2 separate regions of the Rattus norvegicus genome follow, and region 1 is linked to region 2. The links are chromatin contacts, called in public Hi-C maps. All regions are on one chromosome and are shown on one strand. Each heading gives the region's core, a stretch centred on a gene start, on an enhancer-like site or on the middle of the called end of the contact. The rest is flanking DNA. Distances are from core to core; before and after follow the strand shown. Region 1 overlaps Mamdc2 (MAM domain containing 2). Region 2 overlaps LOC120100003 (40S ribosomal protein S12-like).

The links. A called contact is a pair of places that touch in the nucleus more often than the background predicts.
Region 1: a Hi-C map of frontal cortex shows a contact between it and region 2, with 2.5 times the contacts expected there. The contact joins two enhancer-like sites. A contact is called at or near these places in 3 of 12 Hi-C or Micro-C datasets (the A7r5 cell line, Schwann cells and frontal cortex).

Annotation. Positions count from the first base shown.
Region 1 is chr1:230,353,559-230,358,030 of GRCr8, forward strand. All of the region lies in intron 6 of Mamdc2 (MAM domain containing 2), which reads right to left. The region is part of intron 1 of LOC120100003 (40S ribosomal protein S12-like); the gene reads left to right. Among named protein-coding and RNA genes, the nearest start is that of Rnu6-806, 73 kb to the left of the region's middle. Within about 2 kb of position 1,978, at least 20 of the 93 cell types and tissues checked have an H3K27ac peak or open chromatin away from gene starts, as enhancers often do.
Region 2 is chr1:230,285,060-230,289,848 of GRCr8, forward strand. The region is part of intron 1 of LOC120100003 (40S ribosomal protein S12-like); the gene reads left to right. Among named protein-coding and RNA genes, the nearest start is that of Rnu6-806, 4.6 kb to the left of the region's middle. Within about 2 kb of position 2,907, at least 16 of the 93 cell types and tissues checked have an H3K27ac peak or open chromatin away from gene starts, as enhancers often do.

The DNA.
Region 1 (4,472 bases), core at 728-3,227, 68 kb after region 2:
CATACTGCCTTGCTCTTACATGATTAAAAGTGACACATAGATCAAACCAACTGAGGCCAAGTGACAAGGACTCATGCAAGTCTTTTCCAACATGTAAGTGTTTGGTCAGTACTCCTCTCAACCCACAGCCTCTTTCAATGAAAATGAAATCATTCTGTTTGCCTGCTGAAACATTATCTTCTGACGTCTAATCCTCAATTCAGTGATATTGAAGGTGAGCCCTTTGAGGAAGTGATTAGCTCCACGAGGGTGAAGCCCTCATTCATGAGTTTAATGATAGGAGTCCCAAGAAGCTTTCTTCTATGTGGAGACACCATGGAAGATGACCCTGCTAGCATGTTGATCTTGGGTTTCTCAGTTTCCCAACTCTGGGAGACGAATTTCTGATGTTGATACAACACTGAGGTTATGGTATTTTGTTGTAACAACCCAGCCATAATGGACCAGGACACTTGAAATTTGTATTTACTGGGCATCCTATCCCCTATTCCTTGAGTACCAACTAGCATGCCCAAGACATTTCAGACAGATTCCAGAATTGATTGACAACATGATCATCGCCTACAGGAAAAAGTCGGTGAAGAAAATAAATTAGGTTCTTCCATTATCTACAGGAAGCTAAGCTCTAATCTGTCTGTGCCCCTTGCCCCACGGCACTCCAGACGAGAGCCTGGGCAAGGACACAGTAGTCAGAGACGAGCGCTGTGACTAGGCCTTTCTAGCCATGTTCCAATGAATTTATGAAGACCATGGAGCAGCGACAGCTTTGCTTTATCGTCTCCCACCCACTGACTTTGAACTTTCTCTCTGAGACAATAAAGCATCAGGTGTGATCAGCACAGGCCCAAGCTGTGTAAGGAAAACAATCCAGGCGCACAGTCTATGCTCTGTGAGGTGGCCGCTGAGGCACATTGCGGGCCACGGCTTCAAACTTAAATGCAGGCCAGTGCCAGGGAGGTATAAACACATGAAGTTGCACGAAGTCTGTGATGCGGACTCTTGAGAGTGCAGAAGGCAAATCTATCTAAAGGAGGCTGCTGCTACCCAGGGTCCTAATGCCTAGGAAATCAGTTTGTGACCCCATTGGAGAGTATGGTAAGATGCCATCATACCGTAGAAGGATGGGGCTCTGTTCCAAAGGCCTGATATTTTCGTAGTCTTTATAAAAGGGGAAAATTTGATGTGTACACTCCTCCCACCTCCAGCACAAAGACACTGGGACTGTTAGAGGAAGGGGAAAGACTTTGTTCATATTGAACAGAGAGATTAAGAAGCCCTTTCCAACATGGGTCTGCAATCACAGCCCATATGCCAGGGTTCTCTGTTCAGAAAAATCCATGTTTATTTTCCTTTTGAAAGTGGGGACATTGGATTGACTGATTGCTCCAGGGCCAATTCCTTTTCTTGGCAATTAGTAAGAGCAAACAACCCAAATGACAGACTCAGACTAGTGGAGCAAAATCCCACACATGTGGGTCCAAAGATGAATGGTACGGTTAATAGTACTCAGCAAGATGAGTTTCCAGTGCCGATTTATAAAAAAAATTCAGCAACACTCTATTCATGCAAATGTTACCTAAAGAGTTTATGCTGTACAAAAGAAATTGATAAAGAAGACACCATCTGTGTATGTATGAGTACACACACGGGTGTGTACATGCATGTGCGTGCACATGTGTATACACATGCTTGCCTGAATGTGCACTAACATGTGACTCATTTGATTTTAATAGAAGGAATATGTTCTGGGGCAGCATTTCTTTGTCTTCTTGCGACCAAAGTCAGAGAAAAATTTCCACTGGGCTGTAAGAGCAAATCAAAGCCTGGCCAGACTTTGTGACAGGAAATAGCACACATTCTACAAAGGCACCGTGCTCTCTCTGGGGCTGTTTGGGGTTAGGGAGCTGAGAGGGATATGAAGGAGGTGGAGGAGTGTCAGGCACACCAGCAGCAGACAGAGCACATTGGAAATGGAGACCGAGCCAGCCTTCTCCAGTTCTGCAGCAGGCTAGCAGATGGCGCCACTGAAAAGCAGCCAGAGGAATAAGCCATTTCTGTTCTTTAAAGGGAACTGGCGAAGATACATCAGAAAGTACGAAGTGAAACGGGGTGGTGGGTATTAATACCATGGCAACTAAGCTCTCCTTATAGCTAGATGCAAATGTTCAAACCAGTCTTACACGCAGAGCAACTATGATGCTGCACCCCCAGCTTGCAGCCTGGGGGGGACCTCAGATAGACTGAAGCTCTTCCTACAGCTGAGTACTAGATTTTAGTCTAGGAAGTCCCCTAAGCTCTCTGGCGTCGCTCAGCTGTGTGACCTAGAAAAAAGATGTCAGACTTCTTGAACATTTCTCCTTTGTCCTCTGTGGATATGAGCATGATTTTATGTATGTACTTCAGTGGGCAGTAAGCATGGACCATACTTACAAGTTCTGAAAGACACACACGGCCAGAGCTATGGATTTGGATATGGGCTTAAAGAAAGGTCTATAGCAACACACACCATAAAGTCAGTTGTATTTGCCACTGTTGTTAAACTTAGTTTCGTTTCTTTGACTTTTCTAATTCTTTTGCTTGGGATATTTATCCTGTATATAACGGTAAAATGTTGTAAGATAAGAACACAAAGATTCGTTTCAAATAATGTTAAGTTTATGTCCGATTCTATAACATTGTTTTTGTTGCAATGAAGAAAGTTATGGACTTTTTGTTTTTGATTTTTTTGTTTATTTGCTTAGAAAATTCTTCAAAATTGACGTGGTGTGTGTTTTCCTGTAACTAAGCAAAGGTGCTGAGTACCGTAATCTAATCTTCCAATTAGCAGCTCTGGGATTCTTCTCTTGCTGTCTGGATTCTTAGAGCCAAAGGGCTATCAGTTGAATAACCAGCCAGACTACCCTTGTGCCAGCGCTGGCTGGCTTGAACGCCCGGAGGAGAAAACTACATCGTGATCACAGAAGATTGTCCTGTCTTTTGAAGGCACAGCTTCATCCGGGGCTGTTGGACAGTTTGTACCAGACTTTTTGCTTTCTCGTGTCTCAGGGAATTCTAGATGACCTTACAGCCATTTCTACTGAGGTGCATCTCCCTTGGTGGCTTCTGTGACTGGTGGTAAAGAGGCAAGGCTGTGGTTGGTGCCAAGAGACAGGGCTTCCCCAGCCATAAACAGGTCGCCCAGGCTCACTTAGGGAATCGGTTTGGAGACTTTCTGCTGTGAGACCTCCCTTCCTGCTGTAGACCCAATAAAAAAGCTGTTCTCCAGTCACTTCTTTTATTGAGTGAGTAACATGAAGAAAGACGCGGCAGACAGCGGAGTGGTGGTGATGGTTTTTAAACCATAACTGGTGACCAGTAAGGAGGTTGAGCTGTAAAGGGGGAAGGCAGCTGGCTCCTGGCAGCTGGAGAATCAGCATTTAAGCAGCTGGAGAGTGGCCAGCAGCAAGAAAAGGGCTGCAAAAATAGAGATATGGGGGAGTCTGGGGTTGGGGCAAGAAGGCAGAAAGCCAAGAGTGAAGAGGGATAAAATGTCACAGTCCACAGAAGAGAACATGCAGAGACCTGGCAAGTCTTTGAGACCAAAGGTCTGGGACACTGGGTCTCAGCTACAACACTGGCTGGTACGAATGGCTGAGGACAGTGACTTCCTTGATCTACAGGCAAGGGTAACATTTATAGGGCTCAGGGTCAGGATACTAGAGGTAGGCACAAGAATTGTAGGCTGCTTCCTTCTGCTGTTGTTGCTGGTGCCCCACCTACCTCTGCTACCCATCACTGCTGCACAAACCAGAGGGAAACTAAAGCTGATCTTTGCCTACCCAGATTTCCATCTGGGAGAAGCCAAAGGATCCCGGATGATTAGGGATTCTGGGTGGAGATCCTGGAAGGAGTCATCTTGACTCCGAGCTCCCCTTTTGAACCCTCCGTGGCTATAGCACAAGATCAGAGGGGACATGCACCGGGAATTTCAGCTGGTAGAACTGACTTCCACACTTATCCTCAGAACAATAATTTTGATAGAAATGACGATAATAAGAGTGGAAAGAAAGGGATACAGAAGGGAAGGAAATGAGGCAACTGAGAAGCGGAAAGAGAGGGAAGGAAAGCATTAAAGGGTTGGAGAGATGCCTCGCTAGCTAAGAGTGCTTGCTCCACAATCAGGAGGACTACGGTTTGGATCCCAGCACCCACATAACAGGCCAGGTGCTCCAGAAGAATATGCTTGTAGTTACAGCTCCAAGAGATCAATTGCCCTAGTCTGGCCTAGAGTCATGTGATCACTCCAGCTCCCTCCCTCTAAAAGATTGTAATAGCAGCCAGTGCTTCAGGAGCAGGAGGGAAAGGGGGATATTGGTCTGTAGATACAAAACTACAATTATGCTAAAATAGTACAGTTTGGTTCTTAATGCACAGTAGGCCAACTATAATTGATAATGTTATATTGTACATTTCATAATACTTAGAAGGATTTT
Region 2 (4,789 bases), core at 1,657-4,156:
GGTATTTCAGTTGGGTAGGAATGCTTAATTGCCTCCTCCCTTGGCAGCTTGCATGGCATTTTCTTGTACCATGAATACTAGATCACAGTAAAGGGACTTTCAGGTGTCCGTCTGTGTGTATGTATGCCACATACGTACAGGTGTGTGTGGAGGTGATGCTTCAAGGAGGTGGTGCTACAGGTGGTGGTGAGTCACCTGACATGGGTGCTGGATCAGAACCCAAGTCCTCTGGGAAGATAGCAAATGGTTTTAACTACTGAACCATCCCAGTGTGCCCCTGGCATTTAATTCTTACCATGTTTTTTTTTTAACATTTTAAATAAGTGACATATTAATATGTCAATAGGTATACATTGTAAAATATGTTCTGGTATCCCTTTCCCGGTTCCACCTCATTTCTACCCCTCGTCTGTTCTTGACATATTTTATTAAAAATATTTCAACTAGATTAATTAATTAATTGTGTATGTGCCTCTGTGCATACACACGTAAGTGTAGGCTTGGACTTTTCAAAACCTTCTTTTAATAATGGTTCTTAAATGCTTTAACCGCCCTTCTAGCCCACTATCCGTGAGAGGGAAAGTGGATGAGAGCAAAAGAGGATGTGGATCTGTTTAGAATTAGTTCTTTGGAGCAAACACAATCTGCATCATCAGGATATCAGTAGCTCAGGTCACACACGTCAGCAGCAGTGGCTCCACCCACTAGAAAACATCATTCACAAGTCAGGAATGGCAGGTGGATCCAGAAGAAACCACAAGGCTCTGCCAATCAGCGGAAGGTGAGAAGCTGCCAGAACACCACAAGACTTTTTTTTTTGGTGTGTTTCTCTCTATAAAATCACCACAAACAATGACCAACAAAGAATGGTAAGGCGTACCAATACCACCCAGCGTCTTCATCAAAGACCAGCAACAGCAAAGCCCAACAATGACCGGTAAATTATGGCAAGCATACCAATACCATCCAGCATCGCCCACTATCCATTGGGCTATATTTGTATCCTTTCCGAACATCATGTGTTCTCTCGAGCATGCACTCTAGAAAAACATCATATGATCTTTTTCCAGACTTCAAAAAAATCCACCACATGTCTGTTCTTACAAACCATCCTCCCATGTGTCTGCTTCAGCAGAAACATCCTGTCATAAGACAGTTTCCAGAGAAACATCACACGGCAAAACCAAGTCTCCAAAGAAACCATCATCAATTTCCACTTCCCTTGGGCACACTCGTGTGGAGGTCAGCGCTCTTCTCTTCTTCCACCATGTGGGTTTTAGGAATCAAGCTCTGTCCTTCAGGCTTAACGGTGAGCATCTTTATCTGATTAGTCATCTAACTGTCCCTCTTGCCTTACTTAAAAACTGTCTTTAGGAGACTTTTGGTTGAGTTCGAATCCATTGCATAGTTTACAATGTGTAACCATTCACTGCACAGCCTGGTGATTTATGAGGTGTTAGAAGAGGGGCTAATGGGGGACAGTAATATCCAGATAAAAAGTAATATCCAATCAAAAGGACTGATGAAATTATTATAGACTTCCAAGACAACCTTTTATACTCCTTCTGGTATTTGGAACCCACATGCACATTTGTGCTAAACTAAGTGCTTTTCTTGAACACTTAGATAAGCCAGAAATAGCTCACAAAAACTAAATTAGGTGATAAATTTTTAAAAAGATGGATCTGTAAAGAAGTCTAACTTACCATAAACCTTTTGAGGAATTTGCGTACAATTCAGGAGAACCACAGTCAATGACTTCTGTGGGAAGGAAGAGAAGACCCTGCCTAGCTGCTGGTTAAAGAAAAGAATGGTGACCTGGCAGGATTCTATGGCTGCTTTATCCTTAAGATGGCACTCTAAGCTCACACTTCCCTTATACAGAAAGAGACACAAAAATAACTGAATTTTACTAATTCCTTATCACATAAACTGGGAAGACTCTTATGTCCGAAACCAAATATATCTGTATTCTTGTATGTCTGACATTGTTGTTGAGAATTTTGGGAGCCTTTGTTTAGAGACCAAGTTTTACATAGCATGGGCCAGCCTTGAATTCTTCACAGAGCCAAGAGTGACTTTGAATTTCTGATTCTCTTCCCTCCAGCCCTACCAGTGCTGTGATAGCAGGGATGTGTTACTTCGTCTTATCTATTATGTTTTGTTATTCTTCAGAGTAACTACTTTATCTCATTTTGCAAAGGAGGAAAAGGAGCCAGAGGGTAAAAAAAAGACTCCCTGTCAGTTCTAGTTTGTAATCAGCCAAATCAGAATTTGAATAGAGGCAGCCAGAATCCATGAGCAGGGGGCCTAATTTCTGGGATGTGCTACATCTTTATAGAGATCCACATGCCAGGAATCCAGTAGTACTAGAAAACTTATTAGTTATGAAAACTCACTTTCCACCAGTTCTGGTTGTATGAGGAAACAAGGGGATGAGACCTTAAGGAACCCAAGTTTTATTCCTTCAAGAGTAAGGCATCCAGACCTGTGGGATGCTACACCATGGATCTTGACTGTCAGATGCGGCTCCTAGGTTTTCCCATGGACTCTGAGCACATGGCCACATCGTACTTCTTGTGCTGGCTGTCTTGTTTCCCAGGCTCTTCACTAATCGGTGCATGTCTCGGCAACCTCCATGCTTGCTGAGATGCCCAGAGCATAGGTATCTTAAGAAAGCATCTCTGAACTCTGGTCTTCCTTGTTAAGCCAGCCCTCACATCAGAAGCACTGTTTTCTCCATCTCTGCGCCATTCCTCCTTTCTCTACATAAATAGCCTCCGCTGCAGATGGTGAATCATATCAGGGAAGGCGGTCTGCGGAGAAAGCTGTCTCTATTCCAAGAGCTTGGGTGTTTAGGTGCTGCCGAGAATTGGAGTAAATGCAGAGACCGGGATTAAAGTTTGAGTAGCACCTAGCGAGACTAGTGTGCCTTCCTGATGGGCATTGCTAAAGCTGGGGAAACTACGCTGTGCTTACCATCTGCCTCTATTTTCATCCACATGGAATTAGTCAAAAGGGACGCTAAGGGCCACCTGGAAAGGAAAGTGAAGCATGAAACACCGGAAACGACGGGAGGTGACTCACTCGGCTCACTTTCTACCTCCTCCACTCTAAAAAGGACACTAAAAATGGCAGGTCGTTTCTTAGCAACTGCCAGTAATAATTACCTCTTTCCTTGCTGCTGGAAAATTCTACTCTAAGCCACTGAGCCCTCTCTCCAACCCACTAACCTCTTTTTGTTTTTCCCCAGACAGGGTCTCTCCCTGAACCTGGAGCTCATCAAGATGCCACCACATCGAACTTTTCGACAAGGTGCCTGGGGATCCTAACTAAGGCCTTAGTGGTGGCATGGCGGCATTTTGCTGACTGAGCCATCTGCTTAATCTCCTTAGCCCCATCTTGGAACTATTTGTATAGCCAATAAATCCAGAAGAGGGAAACTAAGAACCTTTGGCAAGTCTATAATCCATATTGTTGATGGATTGAGGGAGGAGCTGGCAGACTGAGGAGGCTGTTTAAGAAAAGATTAGAACACAAGATGGGCAACACAGTCAGCTGGGTTTCAAACCCGGGTCTTGCACTGACCGCTGATCTTGAGCAACTTTAATGGCCTCAGGTAGAAGATGAAACTTCTGCCAGGGTCTGCCACGTGGGTTTCCATCAGGATTAAATAAGTAAATACCTGTAAAGACATCTTTACCCTGTCTCTGGAAACAGTAGGTCTTCAAACAATGTTAGCTGGAATGATTCCATAAGACTTTATATCACTGCCAAGGACGCCAGAGAAATACTTTATTCATTTATCACCCGGCACGAACACCTCACTATCACTCAGGTATGTGTGGGTGAAGAGTGCTCCTTCCTTCACTCGGCAAATGTAACATAGTTACAGGTGGGAGTGATGCTGTGAGGGATTTATGATGCCTAATGTATATCAAACTCCAATCGCACCTCTGTGTCTAATTAATCGCCATAGGAAAAATTTCACTAATAAAATTCTGTCTTATTACATAATAATTTTAATTTTTCCTCTATAAACCTAGGGATGTTGATTTCGTATGGGTGAGTATTTTTATTTTCTAAGTAGTGTGGCATGCTGAGAGACCTGATGCCCTTCACAGATGTGGCCGGTGGACTTACAGCCTTGCAGAGCTAAGAAGTTGTCCTTTACCTGCCACCACTCCAGAGCTTCGCAATCATAAGTAACTTTCCACCTTCTCACATTGGGCTGTTTCACTGTGTTCTGTCTTCATGGTGCCTGGGTTCAAAGCCCAGGCCCTGCTCTGTTCATCAAGTGCTGTATCACTGAACTACATCCCCAGTATTGACAGTCAGCTTTCACACCTGTGAAAAATGCTACTAACATTTCCATTTCCCAGATGAGGGAGAGAGTAAACGCATTTACTTGTTCGGGTTTGTTTCTGAGCACCAAGAACATAAAAGTAACAACAGATCCTGTGTCCTGGGTTGGTGACATGGCTCAGTACATACAGGTACTTGCAGATAAACCTGACAAATCAAGTTCAGTCACGTGGTAGGTAGGAGAGAAATGATCCTCTCCGCCTCCCTCATTAATTTGTTTACTTATTCACTTTACAGCCTGATCGCAGCCCCCTTCCCTCTTCTCCTCCCAGTCCCACCATAACATCCTCCTCTCTTATTCCCCCTTCCTCTTCTCTTCAGGGAAGCGCAATCCCAACCCCCATGGATACCCTGGTATATCATGTCACAGCAGGACTAAGTGCTCCTCTTCCACAGACAAAGCAGCCGGGCTACGGGAAAGGCA